Linked DNA regions of Zea mays: region 2 is linked to region 1. The links are chromatin contacts, called in public Hi-C maps. All regions are on one chromosome and are shown on one strand. The core of a region is the stretch at or near the end of the contact, and the rest is flanking DNA. Distances in the headings are between cores, read along the strand shown.

Region 1 (4,533 bases), core at 1,124-3,623:
TTGGACGGCCTGCTGAAGTACGAGCCGCTGCATTCAATTCCACATGAATCGTATGAGAGATTGTAAGAACAAAGGGTCAACTCCCTAGGCAGAAATACCAAACTAAGCATAACGAGTTGTTTGATGTATGTTCTAGCAAGTTACTTTCTTTACTAAGGAGGAGGAGCTAAGCCTTGAGACTACCAGAGAGAAACCCAGCCGTGAGGAGACGCTGCCGCTTGTCGGGCGCGGGCGAGGCCCCGACCGTGATCCGGGCGGCGCTGGCCAAGGCGCTGGTCTTACCCGAGGAGACGCTGCCGCTGGCGTGAGTACCTGGCTGTGAGGAGACGCTGTCGCTTGTCGGGTGCGGGCGAGGCCCCGACCGTGATCCGGGCGGCGCTGTCCTTCTTCTACCCGCTGGCGGGGCGCATCGTGGAGGGGGAGCAGCCGGGACGCCCTGCCATCCGCTGCACCACCGACGACGTCTACTTCGCGGAGGTCGAGGCGGACTGCAACCTGGAGGACGTGCGGTTCCTGGAGCGGCCCCTGCTGCTGCCCAAGGAGGACCTCGTGCCTTACCCCGTCGCTCGTCGGGCCAGATCCGGACACGCCCCTGCTGCTGCCCAAGGACGCCCCGCCATCCGTTGTTCGTCGAGCCAAATCCGGGCACGCGCGCGCGGTAGATCTGGGGAGCACGGCAGCCGGGCGAGCGGTCAAAAGCCCAGGGTCAGAGAAGGCGCGCTCACCATAGCCAGGCCGACGAGATTTTGGGGCAGAGAGGATTTCGGCGCGGCTGCAGAACCATGGATGGAAGGGCGCGGTTAGGGCGACGCAGACCTCGCAGCGGATTCTGCGTGGGGAGGAGGGTGGGATCCTCGGCTGATATCGCGTACGGGTGCGATGGCAGAACCATGCATCAAGTATTTGTGGATGCCTACACTATTCTTGTAAGGAGCAGTAGAGATTATTTAGCTATTTTGTATAGAATTCCTATTATATAATAAAGATGTGGCATTGATTTCTGTATCATAAATCGTTATATATGTGAGACTTGATCATAACATATATTTGATTCACGCCTAGATTTAACTTTAAATCTAGGTGTAACAGATAACCTTGACCTCCAAGAGAAAGAAAGTAGACTTTGATACGGAGGAATACAGGTTGGAAAAAGATATCACCATATTTCATCGATGTAGTTTGGAATCTACGAATATGTCCCTTGTTTGGAGTGGAGAATTTGTAAACGAAAACAAAAGATCTAAGAAATGATTCTTTAAGAATGTTTTCTCAATTTGATATTTGAAACCTTTTTCGGAGATAAGGCTAGCCTTAGCTTCACAAATCATGGAAAAAGAAGCATCCAAGGAAATATTTCTTAGGACGTTTTCTCAAGCTTTGAAGCATGTAACCTTGCTTCTTGGACCCGTGTGACATTTTTGTTTCTGTAATTCAGACACCCTAAAGTCTTTATTACTATGTTCTCAACTTCTAGAGTTTTCTACTTTTCGTTTTTTTTCTATTTGTGCATTTGTTTTCTATTCCTTATTTTGTACTCTACGTTCGTTCCCATAACTGCAGTGACGATTTGTTAGCTGCAGACTGATGTTAACGGGTATCCATCTGTTGTCGTTGGTGTCCTCGTATCAATGGTCGTAAACCGACAGGATATAAACTGATATTATAGATATTACAGTTTTATTTGTCTATTTATATTCAGATTCAGATATAGATATATTAGATTAGATAGATATATTAAACATGGTATAAATGGATACCAGCATCAGAAACATATTCAGATATTGGTATATTTATTTATGGTATCGAATATTCAAAATAGAGTAAGTATGAATTTAATCTTTTAGGCGAATTTGAACTCAGATAACGGCCAGAAAATAATTTGCATGCTGCTCGTATGGCGTTCCTCCGTGACCATGCCTGGTTTCGCCTCGTGGTCGTGGGGTTGGTATGGTCATCGTCAATGCATCATCTCCCACCGTCACTCGTCGTCGGTCTCCCCCTCGTCTGACCGCCGCGTGGGCCCTAGCGCTAGCAGTCGCACGCTAGTCAGACGCACTGGGCTTCCGTCACATGCGCGCTACTCGCGCTCCCTATTCCTGGGTTTTTGCACCGCACTACCCGGATCTCTTCGAAATATCAAAACCACCCTTGGAGGCCGGGCCACTTATTACTGTGAGTTGAGTCCCCGTAGCTCTGAAAGTGCAAGTAACGAAAATAATAGCGGGTCTTTTCAGACATACAAGGCGCGGTAAAAGAGGAGCGCCCCTCTCTCTCTGTCTTTTTTTTACCGTTTTACCTGTCCCCCGACGCGCTGTCCCCGTCCGAGACTCCTCTTTCTGTAGGTTTTCTCCCCACTTCGCTTTGCTTCCCCACCTGCTCTCTCTCACTCGTCCCCATCACCGTCGCCATCACTACCCCTCTCCTCTCTCTCATCGGCTCCAATGGCGGACGCCGACGCCAAGTCCCAGCCGCCCGACGCCGCGGCATCCCCGGATGCCTCGATCTCCTCCCCCTCCTCCCTAGGCGGCGGCGGCGGCGACGCGGCCGACGCGGACGCGATCGAGAAGCAGCTCGCCGGCCTGGGCATCGCCGTCGCCGGTGGGTTCCCCGAGCCATCGGGATGGGACGATGGCCCCGTACCAGTCCCCATCCCGGCCGATGTCCTTGTCGGCGGTGATGAGGGTGCCGGCGAGAAGCCGCGGGCGCCGGCGCCGGCGCCGACTGGGGCGGTGGATGTGAAGGTGCGGTTCCCGCGCCGGCCCGGGGAGCCGGACTGCAGCTACTACCTCAAGTTCGGCACCTGCCGCTTCGGGATGAAGTGCAAGTTCAACCACCCTGCGAGGAAGAAGAAGACTAGTAGGGTATGCCCCTCTGCCTTGGACTTGGGCATGGTCTGGTAATAAATACTAATAGAGCTCTCTTTTCTGTTTTCGATGGGATTTTTGGGGTTTAGGGGGTTTCGAGTGGTGGTTCTTCTGATGTCGAGTTGGGGTTTGGTCGTTTGTGCTTGTGGCAAGGGTACTTAGAATGTAGCCAAATTTTGCTCTATTTTTGTTTGATCTCTGTGTTTGTGACCTCGCGTTTCTGTGTGCAGGTGAGAGGCGTCGGGAGCAACGGCAGCGGGAGCAACAGCAGCAGCAATAAAGCATCTTCTCCTGATGATGATCAGGTGACTGGCCCTCTACTCTCGCTGCTGCATGTGCGATGTGTCCCTCCTGCTTTTTGTGCTTGCATGTTGATCTAAATTTGGCAACTCCCTCGTACTGTGGAAGACGTCTGGAGTGGAGACTTTATTTTCTTGTGCTTGTTGTTGCGAGTGCACGATTTTTTTGGTATGGTTTGGTTGTTGTGTCCGGAGTGGGTGAATGTAGGCCGGTTAGGGGGTCAGTTAGAGTGTGCTGTACACATGTTGTTCTTCAACAACAGTGGTTGAGCTTACCAGTAAATTTGGAATTTGGAGCAGGCCAGACAAAAATATCATGGATTAAGGGTCTGTTTGGATTGCTCCGCAACTGACCACAGGTTGCTACAAAGCTTAGCTTTGTGTTTGGATGGCTTCCTAAGCTTGCAATAGGTCTGGCATGCCACAGGTTTTCCTTCAGCTTTTAGCAGCAATTTGTGCCAAATCTCTGGCGAAGAAAACATTATATGTATTTTTTGCTTGCCACAACTATATTGTGGCAAACTATGGGGACAATCCCAACACACTCCAAGTACGAAAGGTCTACATAGTCTAAACTTTCAAGCATACTTGACCTGAAATGTTGATCCAGACCCAGGTACACATGGTCATTTTCGATCCTTCCTTGTAAAATAGTATAGAAAGCAGCGACCTCGACCTTGTTTCTTGACCCCAGCCGAGCCAGGAGCTTACCCCTTCCTCTCCTTTGTGATGTCCATTGTTTGCACTAATTGGCCTGAAACTTTCAAGCCAATTAGTGGAAACATAATGTACATTACAAAGATGAGGGGGAGCTTATTGCCCATGTTTGCCTCAAGTCAAGGAAGTTCTTCCACTGCTCGAGGCATCTGGATGCTTTCAACTTCCTTATGTTGTTTAGAGATCAGATTGGATGATGTGTTATTTGCCAATGCACCTTTAATTCCATTTTTGCAGCTTATATGGCGGTGTTTTAGTAACATGCATATGCTTGTACTATATCCTTGCACTTAGATGCTATATTTGCCACCCATTCATTCAATTCTGATGTATAGTAACTAGTATTGAACTCGCACGATGTAGGATCATCACCTATTGTTATGAACAAGTGCCTAGAATAGGATTAAAAAAATCTTTTGTATCATTGTTCTTACCCCCAAGTTCAGCCAGGTCGCAATTCATCTAAAAAACTTGAGTAATTGTCCAATCGGCATAATTGTGCCTTGATTTTGCCCGTGATTTCATTGATAAATATGAGCCTATCAAATTCTTTGGCATTGATACAATGTGATGTTTGGACGTGCTATTCCATTTTGTTCTCTTGTGCACCATGCCACCATAGTTTTTTCCCTTTTAATTGAAGATAGTACAGT
Region 2 (4,487 bases), core at 1,262-3,761, 340 kb before region 1:
AGGTGACAGCTTCAGCAAGCAACGTTCTGCAACATGGCAGCCATTGGAATCCATCATCAGAGTAATGGCACCGTGGCTCAGAGCAGATACAACCATGGACACTTCATCTGAGGTACTAATAGATTCTATCACCTTTTGCACCACACGTGTCCTGGATTTTTATGTTCAAAAACGGTGTAAAGCTATGATAAAATGAAAAATAAAGGAAATCAATTAATATCAAAGCATGAAGTGGCCATACCCATGCATGTTGCATGCAACTTCAATTAGCTGGCCAGGTATTTTGGTTATTTCATAAAGTATATGCATCTTTTGATTATCATTGCACTTCTCAAATATTTTCTGTATCAAATAATTTCCAAATGGATCCACCATAAGTTCATCGATATGCTCAATTACACCATCAAAGACCTTTCGAGCATCCTCTCGAGAACCTTCAATAAATATCCTTTGGAGGAAACGGCAACCATTCTGATCCTTCGCCAAGTGGTACAATTCCCCAACAACTTCATCAACTGAACTATAGGGCAGTTGGGCAGATTTCATGGCCACAGAATCCAAGGATGACGGTGAACTTTTCGCTTTATCAGAGATGCAATCGTCTGATGAACATTTGGGTGTATGTCTGAGCGCAAATGAACGTTTGAGATTTTCAGATAGATGAATCTGACAATATTCACAGGTTTCACATAAGCAGTCAGGATAACTTATAAAAGGACAGTTATTCACATGTGTCAAACCCCGTCGGTTACTTCCATTAGGAATTACAGCACCATTCCTGTAGATATCAGGACTGCCATGTCCCAGATGACGAACAGTAGGCACTCCACGGTGAGGCGCAGCTGCATACTTGTCTGATGAGTTGATAACACCATACTGATTGCTATTGATCCAATGAACATCAGCAGCCTGTGGATATTGCTGATAAGGATACTGTGGCTGCATGAAAAAATTCGTCTCGGCATCGATATCATGCCGCTTAAATTTATAGTCCATCTGCTGATAACAAGGTGCATATGTCTGTGGCTGCGTATCAATAATATGATGTTGCTGGAAAGACAAAGCTTGCGGTAAATTGGTTCTAGTCACAAACGCATTATCTGTGCCATGCATCCCTGTGTACATTGGAGGATTTTGTGCACCAAACTTTGTTTTCATGTGTCCAGCATTGTGGACCGTATAATATGAAGGCACAAACTCATCTTGACCAAACGCTGGCTGATGTGGCAGATTTGTTGGGTAATCAGCCGATGTAAACAAAGAGTCTGCAAAAAGGAGTCCATCCCTGGATCCAACAGTGCCAGAGTGAGCAGAAGAATCAGCAGCAGCATTACCAGTGAGGCTCAATCCCATGTTACCAAATGCAGATACCAATGCCTGCTCATCAAACAAATTGGCATTGTCCATTATGCCCAGACCATTCCAGTTACCTCGCGCCATTGCTATATCATGCTGAGCAGGGATCCTTTCACTCATAGGAACCCACCCTGCCTCGAGAGAAGAACACCCTGCAGATTGTTCCCCATAAAACATGGCTCCAGTGAAGTTGCCAAGGAATGGCAGATTGTCCTGATTACCCGGGGCTTCGTCCATATCAGTACCAGAAGAGTCCACGAAGCCAAACTCGATCACACAATGCAGGTAGTTTCACCAACACTACGGCACCCAGAGTTACGTGTGACGCACGGATAACACAAAATCACCTAAATGATCACAGGAACAATGACAAAAAAAATCGTTACCAAATAAAAAAGAAAGCGTTGGTACGAAATCCGGCACGAAGACAAGAGCAGGAGACAGCAGGGTGTCTGGCGAAAACGGGGAATTGTCACATGGCCATAGAATTTTGGTGTCCAGATGGCAAGGAGGACAAAGTACCTATGATCACACCAGCGCTATGAATCCCAAAGAATCCATGAACACAGAGAAAACCGTGAGTATTCTCGGTGAACAGAACAACCAAGAGTAGAAGATTTCGCTACTGAATCCTTGATCGTATTGCGCTCGCGCAAAGATGACCCCAAAAAAAATGGTCGGTGAAACTGACGGCAATCCGATGCCCACGAAACCCACCCGCACACGCCAAGATCGCGAAAAAACCCGATAAAACCCCCCCGATCACGAGAACGCGTCGCCAGGAACCTAAGGCCCCGCCGCGAAAAACCCGATCTTGGTCACAACCGCGCGATCAAACCGATCCGGAGACACACGTGGCCCCGATCGACCCAGGCAAGAGACGTCACAGGGAGAGAGGTTAGTAGTAGATGATTACCAGGAAAGGCTGAGGGGAGCACGCGCATTAGCCGGAGCGCCGCCGCCGCACGGTCGAGTTGCCTCGGGGAGGGCGCGCCGCCGGGGAGAATTGGGGGAGAGGCGGCGGGTGGAGGTGATGATTTTGTGAGGGATTTTGAGGGCAGGGCAAGGCAAGGCTTACGCGAGAAGGAGACGAAAGGAGGAGAGAGGGAGAGGGAGAGGGGAGAGAGAGCAGAGGAAGACGGGGCATTTGTTTCCGGGGAGGGCTTTGGTTTCCTTCCCCCTGTTCTGTTTCGTGGCTCCGTGATGAACGGGTGGACGCTTCTGCCCCTCGCTCTCTCCGCAGCTGGGATCTCATCTGGGGGCAACATGCAGTCAGAAAAGTTCGTGGAGGGGGGGTGACACATGACATGATGCTACTAGCCTGCTGCCATGCAAGCATGCACGGACTGCATGCAGCCCCAACCGCAAGTTCTTCAAACGAGAATAATACGAGATTATCAATACAAATCGAATAGTGCTATTTTTGCTCTCTACCATTTTTTTGAAAGAAATTATATTATTATACCAAAGATAATTCTGCAGTCACTTTTTTTGGCTTCCCTATATGCCTATTGCTTTGGCCTTAAGATGCGCATTCTACGTGACCGTATCACAGTACTCACGTTTACAACAGATTCGAGGATGTCATCCATGGTGAGGGTATTATAGTCACTTCTCTACTTGTTTTTAGTGCATCGTGATGCATGGACCAAGTCACTTTTTTCTCGTAGATTTCTCTCTTGCTAAACACTACACAACATGCCAAGGCATTTCATCTTACAACATGATTTTATGTTTGCTTTCTCTCATGCTACAATTTTAGTGATGGATTTTTACTGTATTGTTATCGGTATTGTTATGTCTTTTTGTGTTCTGCTGTTCCCCGGTGCCCGCGGTGGCTGCTTGTATCAAAATGCTCTGGTTGAGTCTTTTCAAATAAAAATAGATTGATTTTGAGTGTCTTTTGACTCTAGCTCGGCTCATCAAGCTCTATTTGAAGTTGGGTCTCAAATAACTTAAGAGACCATGATAAATAGTAGTATATCATTTTTAATAAAAAAAAACATGACAAAAGTAAGACCTTGTTCGGTTATTCCTATAAATTGGATGAGATTAAAAAAGTTAGTAGATATGTTGACTTGCTATGGATTTAAACCTATCAAATCACCTCAAATCCACATAGAGATTGGAGTGAAACCGAACAGACCTTAAGTAGGGTTAGCTCGTTATCCATCCCACGCGCGTGTTGTTAACTGTGACAACGTTTCATCTAGAAACTATCTATCTCTCTTAACATGCAAAATCATTAAGGGGGTGTTTGAATGCACTAAAGCTAATAGGTAGTAGCTAAAATTAGTTGGAGACATCCAAACACCATAACTAATAGTTCAACTATTAGCTATTATTAGTAAATTAGCAAATTACTTATTAGTTAGCTAATTCTACTAGCAATTTTGTAGCCAACTATGTATTAGCTCTAGTGCATTCAAATATCCCTTAAATATACTGGTATGTCATTACTTTAAATACAAATAAACCCCCGACTAAGGTCCGGTTCGGTTTGCACGGATTGGAGCTCTGGAATGGTTCCTAGCCGGATTACTTCTCTAATTTATATAAATTTTGATGAGTTGGAACGAATCCTATTTCAATCCTGAAAAAACGAACATGCCTTAAACCGGCTTGCATAAAGAAATTAACATATGGCCCTCTGTACGTATTGTTTAAAGACACTTGTTATTTACTCCATCTCCATCCTAAAATATAAAGTATTCTGCGAATTTCAGGATGTATTATTACGTGATAAAAAAACAAATTGACATATTAATTAATCTCGCGTGTTTTGAGCTTGGTAGCAGATGCATATGCATGTGATTGGTGCTCGAGAAAAGAATATTAACCTAAAGTGCCATATAATCTTGTGTGGGGTTTTAAACACTTTAATATCATGATCTGTTTAGTTTACACGTAGGAGAGAAGTTATTGTGAATGTAGAAAAAATTGCAAGTTGCAGCTGGGTGCAAGCTGCATGCAAGGTGTAAAACCTACTACCCACTCTCTGATCTCTCTGTATATCTAAAACAAGTGTGAAACAAACAAGTATCTGTGTTCACACTCATTAAAAAATAGAAAAAACACCAAGAGCGAAAAGCAAATATAAAGTATCCTGCGAATTTTAGGATGTATTATGT

The links. A called contact is a pair of places that touch in the nucleus more often than the background predicts.
Region 2: a Hi-C map of ear shows a contact between it and region 1, with 2.9 times the contacts expected there. The contact joins the promoter of LOC100193627 here to the promoter of LOC100272717 in region 1. A contact is called at or near these places in 2 of 25 Hi-C or Micro-C datasets (bundle sheath and ear).

Annotation. Positions count from the first base shown.
Region 1 is chr10:12,954,361-12,958,893 of Zm-B73-REFERENCE-NAM-5.0, reverse strand. It overlaps LOC100272717, which reads left to right and starts at 2,373. Exons shown (of 11, transcript NM_001147170.1): 1 at 2,373-2,861; 2 at 3,095-3,169. The coding sequence starts at 2,442.
Region 2 is chr10:13,295,816-13,300,302 of Zm-B73-REFERENCE-NAM-5.0, reverse strand. It overlaps LOC100193627 (Pumilio homolog 12), which reads right to left and starts at 2,511. Exons shown (of 6, transcript NM_001309886.1): 1 at 2,273-2,511; 2 at 242-1,703; 3 at 1-151. The coding sequence starts at 1,593.